Linked DNA regions of Hordeum vulgare: region 1 is linked to region 2. The links are chromatin contacts, called in public Hi-C maps. All regions are on one chromosome and are shown on one strand. Each heading gives the region's core, a stretch centred on a gene start, on an enhancer-like site or on the middle of the called end of the contact. The rest is flanking DNA. Distances are from core to core; before and after follow the strand shown.

The links. A called contact is a pair of places that touch in the nucleus more often than the background predicts.
Region 1: a contact with region 2 is called in a Hi-C map of seedling, with 4 times the contacts expected there. The contact joins the promoter of LOC123449125 here to the promoter of LOC123449119 in region 2. A contact is called at or near these places in 2 of 6 Hi-C or Micro-C datasets (leaf and seedling).

What each region holds. Positions count from the first base shown.
Region 1 is chr4H:496,018,841-496,023,946 of MorexV3_pseudomolecules_assembly, reverse strand. LOC123449125 (chorismate synthase 2, chloroplastic) reads right to left here and starts at 2,837. Exons shown (of 13, transcript XM_045126216.1): 1 at 2,501-2,837; 2 at 1,896-2,046; 3 at 1,680-1,756; 4 at 1,508-1,566; 5 at 1,313-1,396; 6 at 1,132-1,224; 7 at 588-668; 8 at 370-501; 9 at 86-188. The coding sequence starts at 2,648.
Region 2 is chr4H:495,582,319-495,587,136 of MorexV3_pseudomolecules_assembly, reverse strand. LOC123449119 (protein FAR1-RELATED SEQUENCE 6-like) reads left to right here and starts at 1,355. Exons shown (of 1, transcript XM_045126212.1): 1 at 1,355-4,818. The coding sequence starts at 1,709. The coding sequence ends at 4,735.

The sequences.
Region 1 (5,106 bases), core at 1,588-4,087, 440 kb before region 2:
TGGAAACAAGTTACTAATAGTCAGGAGATTTGTAAAGTAGGAGGCATTCCCAGAACAACTAATTTTGTGCAAACCAATTTCCTACCTGCAAATCCACTACCGATCTCAAACCCCTTGCTTGCAGGAAGAGAAAGCATAGCCTTTGCCAGTAGAGCTTCAAGTTTGTCAAATACAGGAGAGCCAAGCCCCTATAAATTATACCGGCAGGCAGAAGACAATGCGTTACAATTACTGAATTGTGTCAATGATGATTAAGCAACAAATATGATGCATGATAATCATGAGCCGAGAACAAAATAGAGTGAGGCTTTATTTGGTTTATTCTGATGGAACACACCAAAATCAACATAACAAAATCTTAATACTTACACGAGGAACATTTCTGGCAATGCATGTGACCACCCCACCAATCGAATTCCCATTAATTCGTACTTTATCAATTGCATCAATCATCTTCTGTGCATACTCTGGATCAGGACATCTACAAATGTTGCTCTCTATCTGGAAATTTAAAAGAACAGCAAAAAAATCTAGTAAATCACTGAGAGTATCCTGTAATGTTAGTCAAAAGGGTGGCAACCACGGACCTGATCCAGGGTAAGAGTTTCGTAATCAACTGCGTCTTCAGGAAGTACCACTTGATGCACTTTGGAAACAAATGCTAGAATCTGCAGGTAAATATTTCTCCACCATAAGGCATAAGGTACTGAAAAATCAAGTTATCAAGAGAGAGATAGCCACAAAATTTGCCCTTCTGCGTGGGAATGAAATGGTGAAATAAATCAGTATTCACTGCAGCACAATACAGATTGCTCTATGCAACAGTATACAAGATGGATCGAAGTACATAAACAACTGAGTTGTGATATTTAGGTCAAGCAAGAACTGAAATAAAAGAAAAATAAAGAGGAGCCATCCAACAGGAAAACCACTGCTTATTTGCAAAATCTAACAATGCTAATGCTTAATTAAGACAAAAGTTGAATGCTTCGACATGTTTAGGATGTATCCACATGCAGGTTTTCTTTCTTCAGGCTATATTGTTTATCAAGCAGTAACCAGGGGAGTGACAAGGCTTGGTTACAGATGTGGAATAGTTAAAAAAGAAGTAAGAGACAAGTAGGACCAAACCTCTACTCCACATTTGAGCTTAAGAATTTTCTTTGCAACAGCTCCTGCAGCTACTCTTCCAATGGTTTCTCTTGCCGATGACCTTCCACCTCCCTATTATTCAGTTGGCATAGAAAATTGTTCAATCCAACTATTCAAGCGCAGAAAACACCCACATGTAAAGTTGTATGACAACAGGTACCTGAACAGATCTAACACCGTACTTGAGGTCATAAGTCAAATCCGCATGGGAAGGTCTGTACGCCTTAGCCATTTCAGTGTAATCCTGTGGAAACAAATATGATTGTGAAACAAAGGGTCAGTGCCAACAACTATTGCCCTTCCAAATGTCTACCTACCATGAGTAGTTAATAGAAATCTTATACTAGATACTTACACCCCCTCTTTGATCCGTGTTTGGGACAAAAACATGAATCGGTGTCCCAGTGGTCATTCCTGCAGAAAATACATTCAGCCTTGTCATAAAAGATAAAACTGACGCAAACTAATGCATTCTTATTTAAAAATCGAATTCACCAAGATATCCCATGTCTTGAAATGTACCCTACCTTCATATGTCCCTGAAAGAATTTTACAAGTATCGGTCTCCTTCCTTGGGGTTGTTATTCTGCTCTGACCTGGCCGCCTGTGATAATCAACCTTTTCATATCAGTTTGCAATCATGGAATAATCTAATGATTATATCTCCAAGAGGTTAACAGAATGCATCTGGAATATCCTAATTCTAGGAGCAGCTGGAAAACTAATGAAATCTTGAATCACACCTTCGATCAAGGTCTCCTTGCATGTCTTCCTCAGTGAGTGGGATTCTGGGCGGACAACCACTGATAACGCAACCAACACCACCTCCATGAGACTCTCCATAAGTTGCAACCTGGAAGTAGTCCCCGAAGATATTTCCAGCCGCCTTCACCTCTGTTGTCCAATTTACGGAGCAGCACATGTCAGAGTTTGGCTCATTTGTTCAAAGAAACAGCAGTCAGAGCATCTCAGAACTTGCATACAGCATGCAAATTCAGGATGCAAAAAAACAACAGCATTGGAACCGGGCACTGTCACAAGCCCCGAGATCTCAAAACAACAAAGCGAGATGCAGCACTAAACACGGTACTGAGCTATGGCCGATATGATCAAACGAACTACGGCCTTTGGAATTGCGATCGCGGATATGTGGTTCTCAAAGATGGGCATCACAAGGACAACTTTTCTCTACGGATCATTTCAGGGACCCTCTTCTCCATGCCACCAACGACGGCCCTGCCATACTAATCAGGCAGCAGCTGACCAAGCAATCATAATAAGCTCGCCTTAAGGAGCAACATGCAACCAACAAGTTACCAGGCTCCCACAACGGAGCAGCGGGACGGACCTAGGCGGGCGGCGCGGCGGCGGGCGACGGAGAAGCGGACGGAGGCGGGGGCGGAGTCCGTGAGCGCCCGGAACCCGCCGCGGGGGAGGGAGCTCCAGGGTGCCCCGGCGCCGGCGGCCAGCTGGTGCGACGTGGGCGCGGCTGCCATTGGAGAGGGGGGTGGGAGATTTGGATGGTCTGGTTTCGGTTGGTGAGGCGGAACGGAGGAGGAAGGAGACGGGGGTGGACTCTAAATACGCGACGGGGAGGCGCCTACCTACCCACCCCCTCGCTCCGGCGGCTCGGGTCTGGTGGTCTGGCTTGGTTTCGTGGTGTTTGCCGCACCTACGACGACGAGACCGGTGCTGCGGGTAGCGGGTTGGTGAGGGGATTGACTCGCTTCTTTCTTTTTAATCTAAAAACACACATTTTCTTTTACAAAGATCATCATGGCTAGCTTTACTAAATGAAAAATAAAGATACATCGTCAGCTTAGCAACCAGACAAAAGAAGATACAAAAGGAGATTTGGCACCTTTATAAGGCCCTGTTTGAAACCATTCATATTATATAATCTAGTTTTTATAATCTATTCTATCTTTAAACATAACAGATTATAGTGTAGATTATAAAAACTAGATGGACAGATTATTAAAAACTCATAATCTACGCTGCTCCAGCTAAAATCAGATTATGGATTGCTAATGACCCATTACCCTTGTAAAGTTGAAGTTAATTACATTTCTACTACCGTCACCCTTCTCTTTAAAAAAAACAGAGGACAGACAAGTCATTATGCAATGTAAAACCTGGATTACATTCTATATAATCTGGCATCCATACATGTCCATCTAGATTATTTTTATAAACCAAATTATATAATCTATCTTTATAATCCAGATTATCATAATCTATTGTGGTTCCAAACAGGGCCTAAGCCACATGGCGCTTGACCTCTAAACCAAAAGCATGTTTAACGATGTTACGTGCCTTGCCTTGATATTAGACTCTCACCTTTCGAAGTCGAAAGATCATTGCTTCATATTTCTGGATGTATCTCTCATTTCATTCATTATATTTGCATAAATCCCTCCTGTTTGGTGTTGTATATCATGGACCATTTTCTCGCAATTAGAAAACAGCAACATGTGATAAATGAAGATCCACTGCCGACGCAAGCGCTTCGCGGCCGGCAGTGCCTCAAATGGCGCTGGATCTGATATTCTTCTACCACGTGACACATGTGGTATACTTCCTCCGTTCCTAAATATAAGGTGTATTAGTTTTTAAAAAAGTCAAACTTTGTCTATGTTTGACCAACTTTATAGCAAAATATATAATGATTTACAATACTACATATATAAAATATGAAAATATATTTCATGATAAATCTAGTGATAATGATTTGATATTCTAGACATTGATATTTTTGTCTACAAACCTGGTCAAAGTTAGAGAAGTTTGATTTTTGAAAAAAATAATACACCTTATATTTAGGAACGGAGGGAGTACAATCTAAACTATTTATTAAAAAATATATTATATTCCTGTGCATTTTATGACTAAAGCTTAGTACCTCCCGAATCCCTGCATACTGCTAGAAGTACCTTTGACTTGGGTGCGCGAAACAGCTCCATCGATCCTTAACTTTGCAAAACCATCCATTGGAGGAATGCACTGCGGGCGGCCATGTGGTTGCGTGACAGCGGATGTTCGAGTCACCTTCTTCAGCTTGCACTCATTTAGTTCTCTCAAGTATTTCACAATGAAGTTGTGTGTTGATAGGGCTCTGATTTTTTTCATGAAGCGACTGCCTTGTAGCATACCAAATGGACCACAAGGTCATGAAAAACTAGGTAAACTCACGAGAAGATAGCATGTCCATGATTGCAAAGATCCATCTCTTCGCATCTGGTTCCTTGGTATTGCTCAGAGCTTCAACAAGGCTAGGGCGTGAAGTGTCCTTACACACCGTGTAGTGTTGCAATGGAGTAGGGAGTGTTGCCAAGAGTCCTCGGCTCAACACAGCCCGCAAGATGTGGTCGTCGACATATTTGTACCATGTAGCAGATCAGCAGTAGGAATGGATTGACTCCATTAACACAACACAATGTTTGGGCAAAAATGAGCGGCCCTCCAACTGCGTTGGCCGGGCTCGAGACCTCTGCCCAGTGTAAGTGTGATGACCCACAAGTATAGGGGATCAATTGTAGTCCTTTTAATAAGTAAGGGTGTCGAACCCAACGAGGAGCAGAAGGAAATGATAAGTAGTTTTTAGCAAATAATTCTCTGCAAGTGTTGTAAGTAAGAGTGATAGATAGTTTTGTAGCAAGGTAATTCATAACAAGTGACAAATAACAATAGTAGCAAAGGTGCAGCAATGTAGCACAATCCTTTTTATAGCACAGAACAGACCTAAAAGTACTATTATATAAAGCAAGTGCTCCAGAGGACACATGTAAATATCTGCCTAGTCATGTTCATCGTATCGAGTTGATTCGCGTTCGCTACTTCTATGATTTGATATATGGGTGGACCGGTGCTAAGGTGTTGTTCTTACTTGAACTAACAACCTACTTATGATTAACCCCTCTCGCAAGCATCCGCAACTACTAACGAATAATTAAG
Region 2 (4,818 bases), core at 106-2,605:
TCTGCTGGTGGAGATGGAATTCTGCATGCAAGGTAACATACCTCCTTCATCACCTGGGCAACCAACAATCCTTTTGTCGAAGTATGATTGAATGATAGCTGGATTTTCCTATGAATGAAGATGTGGACACATATTGATTTAGTTAGTCCACATGAGTAGAAAAATAAACTAAACTGGACAATGATACAAAAGGTACGGTTGAGCCAAATGACGCTTCAACATAACACTGTACAAAGTGATATGTCAAAAGAAGAAAACGGAATGGAATGCTCATCTGTGAACTCATAATCATATCAAATAACAGCTGTTCGAAGTCAAGTGGATAAGTTAAATAGGCCGGGCAAATTAATGTGGTAAAACAGAAAGGGATAAGTTAAATAGGCTGCCCCGAGCTCGCCTCCCGTGAAGCCCCGTCGGCCCCATCGTGAGCTGAATCTCGCCGGGTACGGGTCGGAGGACCCCATCCGCGCCTCCCCAGCCGGTCCTGCCCGCCTCGTTGTCGGCCACCGGAGCCGCGCCGAGCGCCGATGCTTCCCCGCTCGCCGCGCATCGCCCTGGCTCCCGTCGTCCCGAGCGCGACCGCTTCAGATCGGGATCCTACCGCGTTGACCGCAAGGTGGGCCAGCCCAGTGGAGCTCCTCCCTTCGCCAGCCCAGCTCGCAGCCCCGGCCTGCTAGGCCGCCCCACCGGGCCGTGAGTAGGTTGAGAGGGAAAGTAGGATTAGATTGCGGTACTGTGTACTCTAGAAAGGAAAAGATCGGTGATGGTCTTTTTTCAAAAAACAAAACATTATTACCACTCAATAAAATTGATAATTATTATTAAAAAAGTAATCCAATTTTTATGTAAGCATTACATTATATTTTAAAACTTTAAAAGAAACTCCTTCCGTCCAAAAATAGATGTCTTACATTTAACATTATAATTGTCATTTATTAAAATTAATGCCGCATAATGATAAAACAAGTAGGTTTTGCATTTTTTTCTAGCCCAGTGCAACGCACGGGCATTTGTACTAGTATGCCCTAACACGATACGAGAGCGAGATGCTCTACACAACTAGGAAGAATCTATGGTGCTAAGGTAGCACCTAACAAGTGCTCTGGTGTAACGCGAGTTTTGCAGAAACCCCTCGAACATTCCCAAAATGACGATTGAATCAACATTCTTACGATGCTGCGTGTTGGATCATGATCCAACGGCCAGGGTTGCACCGTAGCACCAGATATTCTCCCTACCCAACGAGAGGCAAGGTGGGGTCATGTGTCAGTCTCCTCCGCCCGTCGACCAGCGTCCAGCGATATCTCGGATCCGCCACGTCCCCAGCCTTCTCCCCGGAGTTCAGATGCAAATCCGTAAGCACACCCAGAAAACTATCCTCCTCCTCCTCATCCGTACTCATCTCTCTCTACTTTCTCCGCCCCCAGAAGCAACTCAGAGCCGACCCCTCCCCCCAATTTCCCTTCTCTTCCCCGGCGACGTCCCCAAGCCCACCAACTCCGGCCAGATCGACGCCCCCCTCGAGCTCCACACCACCCCACGGCTCCCCGCTTCCCCTCTCGGTGCCCCCGTACAGTTGCCCGCCCCGAACCCTAGCCATTTCGCGCCCCGAGGTATCCGCCCCCCTGTACCTCTAGTGTTAATACTTTTGGTTTTGGGGAGGCGTCGCCACTGGCTGTGGGGTGGGTAAATACTCGGGCCACCCACCATGGGGGAGGGTTCTGAGCGGCCTCCTCACTCGCGCCCCACCCGGGCGCAAAACCCTAGCTGTGAGGAGGAGGAGGAGGAGGAGGAGGATGCCGCGGCCACCAGCCGGGTCAAAGACGAGATTGCTGACGATCTCAACGCCGACCCCGCGGAGGACGAGGATGAAGAGGTGGTGGTGGAGGAGGGCGAGGACGAGGTGCTCGTCGCCTCCGACGACGACGACGGGGCGGCGGACGGCGCCGGAGGGGACGAGGACTTCGTGCCGCGCACCCTGGAGGAAGCTCTCGTGCCGCGGGTGGGCACGGTGTTCGACTCCGTCGACGAGGCGTTCTCGCTCTACAAGGCATACGCCTTCCGCATGGGATTCCACGCCGTGCGCCGCACCTGCCACAACTACGAGGGGATTCGCTACCGCTCCACCTTCAGCTGCACTCAGGCTGGCAAGTCCCGGGAAGGGGCCGCCCCGTCGGAAGTTCCAGGCGCCCGCTACCCGCTCCGCAACAAGCGCGGGGCAGCCACCCGGGAGAAGCGGGCTCGGCGTACCACCGCCGAGAAGACTGGATGCAAGGCGATGCTGGTCATCCGTGACAAGCGGGTGAACGATAGGTGGAAGGTGGAGTTTGTTGACTTGGACCATAACCATCCTTGCACGCCTGATATGGTGAGGTTTTTGAAAGCCTACAGGGAGATGCCCGACTCAGCCAAGAAGAAGGCCAAGATTACCAGGGAGATGGATGAGATGGTGGAGAAGTCATTGAGTGAGATTGCTGAGACCAGGAAGTTTCCGAGTCGCCCCAAGCGGAGTGTCAGTGGTGGAGCTGCTGTTGGTGGGTTGAGGTTTAACAGAACCGACAGTTTTGTGCAGCGCTTTGGGGACGAAGACCTCATTGCAGTCAAGAAGTTCATCGAAATGATGCAGGAAAAGAAACCAAACTTCATTCATAGCTGGGATCTTGATCAGGAAAGTCGCTTGAAGAATTTTTTCTGGACAGATTTGAGGTCTCAGGCCCAGTACTGCTACTTTGGTGATGTCATTTCACTTGATGTAATGTACCTGCAGCACTCTCGTGCTAGCCTCCCTTTGGCCACGCTCCTTGGGGTGAATAACCATGGCCACCTTGTGCTACTTGGTTGTGGTCTGCTCTCCAAAGACAGTAAAGAGAACTATGTGTGGTTGTTGAAGAGATGGCTGAGCTGTATGAATGGCAAACCACCAGAGGCGATTACAACCAGTTACTCAGATGTTGTGGCAGAGGCTGTGGCTGAGGTCTTGCCAGATTCAAGGCACCGCTTCTGCTTTTGGCATATATTGAAGAAGCTCCAAGAAAACGTGGGACGTACACATGAGAAAGAGGCAATTTCTTTGAGATTCAAGGAGGTTGTTTATGACACAGTCACTCTTACTGACTTTGAAAAGGAGTGGGAGGCCATGGTTGAGCATTATAAGCTCAAAGATAATGAATGGTTCTCTGCACTGTACAGCTGCCGGAAGCAGTGGGCTCCAGGTTATGTCAATCATTCGTTTTGGGCTGGCACGTCTGCTATCAGGAAGGTTGAAAAACCAGATCCATACTTTGATGGTGTTGTGACAAGTAAAACCACATTACCAGTTTTCCTTGAGCAATATGAGACTACCCTCAGAGGGAAGCTGGAAAGGGAAGCATACGATGATTTGCGCTCCTATTATTCTAGGCTCACTTTGCTGTCAGGATTACCATTTGAGGAGCAACTTGTGAAGCTCTATACAGTACCCATGTTTCAGGCATTCCAAGACGAGATCAAGCAATTAATGCATGTTATTTGTAAAGAGGTAGACAGGAGCGGGAATTCAATTACCTATATGGCCAGCGAGTTAATACAGGGCAAGAAGGTTGACTATACGGTTGTCTACAATAATTCTGACAAGGATGTTTGGTGCATTTGTCGCTCTTTTCCATCACGGGGCATTCTTTGCAGCCATGCTCTGTCTGTTCTGAAGCAAGAGAATGTGTTGATGCTGCCATCAAAGTACATCCTCAGCCGCTGGAGGAAGGACTTCAGAATTATTCACGCGTCTGCAAGCTCGAACTCGGTGGCATTGCAGAGAGATTTGAGCATTTTTGATTATCTGTACGTGTGTGGCCATGAATATTTTGAAGATGTTATCGATATTGGGGCTAGAGAACCTGAGCTGAAGGAGTTTGTGTTGTCTGCTATGAAAGAGGCGAAGGACAAGCTAGTAAGGCCTGGCCAGACCCAGCAAGGTGATCAGCGGGTTGATGTAAATATGGCAGTAACTGGTCAGGTATCCGCTGATAGAAGAGTTGATGTGAACATGGCATCAAACACCACATCCATCATTCACAGGGACAGAAGGGTTGAGGCAAACCTGCCATTAAACACAAGAGCCCTGGTTCATGAGGATAACATGGCGTCCAATACCACATCCCTGATCCACGGGGACAGAAGAGCTGATATGGAAATGCAAACGCCCCACCTTATCCACAGAGAGGGAAGAGTTGACATGAACATGGCAGCCCCTCACTTGATGCAGAGGGAGAGAAGAGTAGACGTGAATATGGCGTCTCCTCACCTGATCCATGGGGACAGAAGAGTTGATATGAACCTGGGGTCGCCACACTTCATACACAGCGACAGAAGAGTTGATATGAACATGGCATCCCCTCATCTGATACATGGGGACAGGAGAGTCGATATGAACATGGCATCACCACACCTGATACACGGAGACAGAAGAGTTGATATGAACATGACATCCCCTCACCTGATACACGGTGACACAAGAGTGGATATGAACATGGTATCCACTTCTCAGGATGATGGTATGCACACTTTTGATTTGGTGAACGTCAACCTGGAGAGTTCTTTGCCAATGGCTGCAACAGATTTCATGCAAATGCATACACACCCACCAGTTTACCATCCCAAACAACTCCTCAATATGAGAGATCAGGTGATGGACTCAAACAAGAGATCCAATGTGGAAACCAATACGTATTTCATCGGAGGTGGAATGCATGTGGGGTAGTTTAACTGTCTACTACTGTAACATTTGTTTAGAAAGGGATACGACCTTCTTGTATGTTGATATGTATGTTCTTAGTTCAGGCA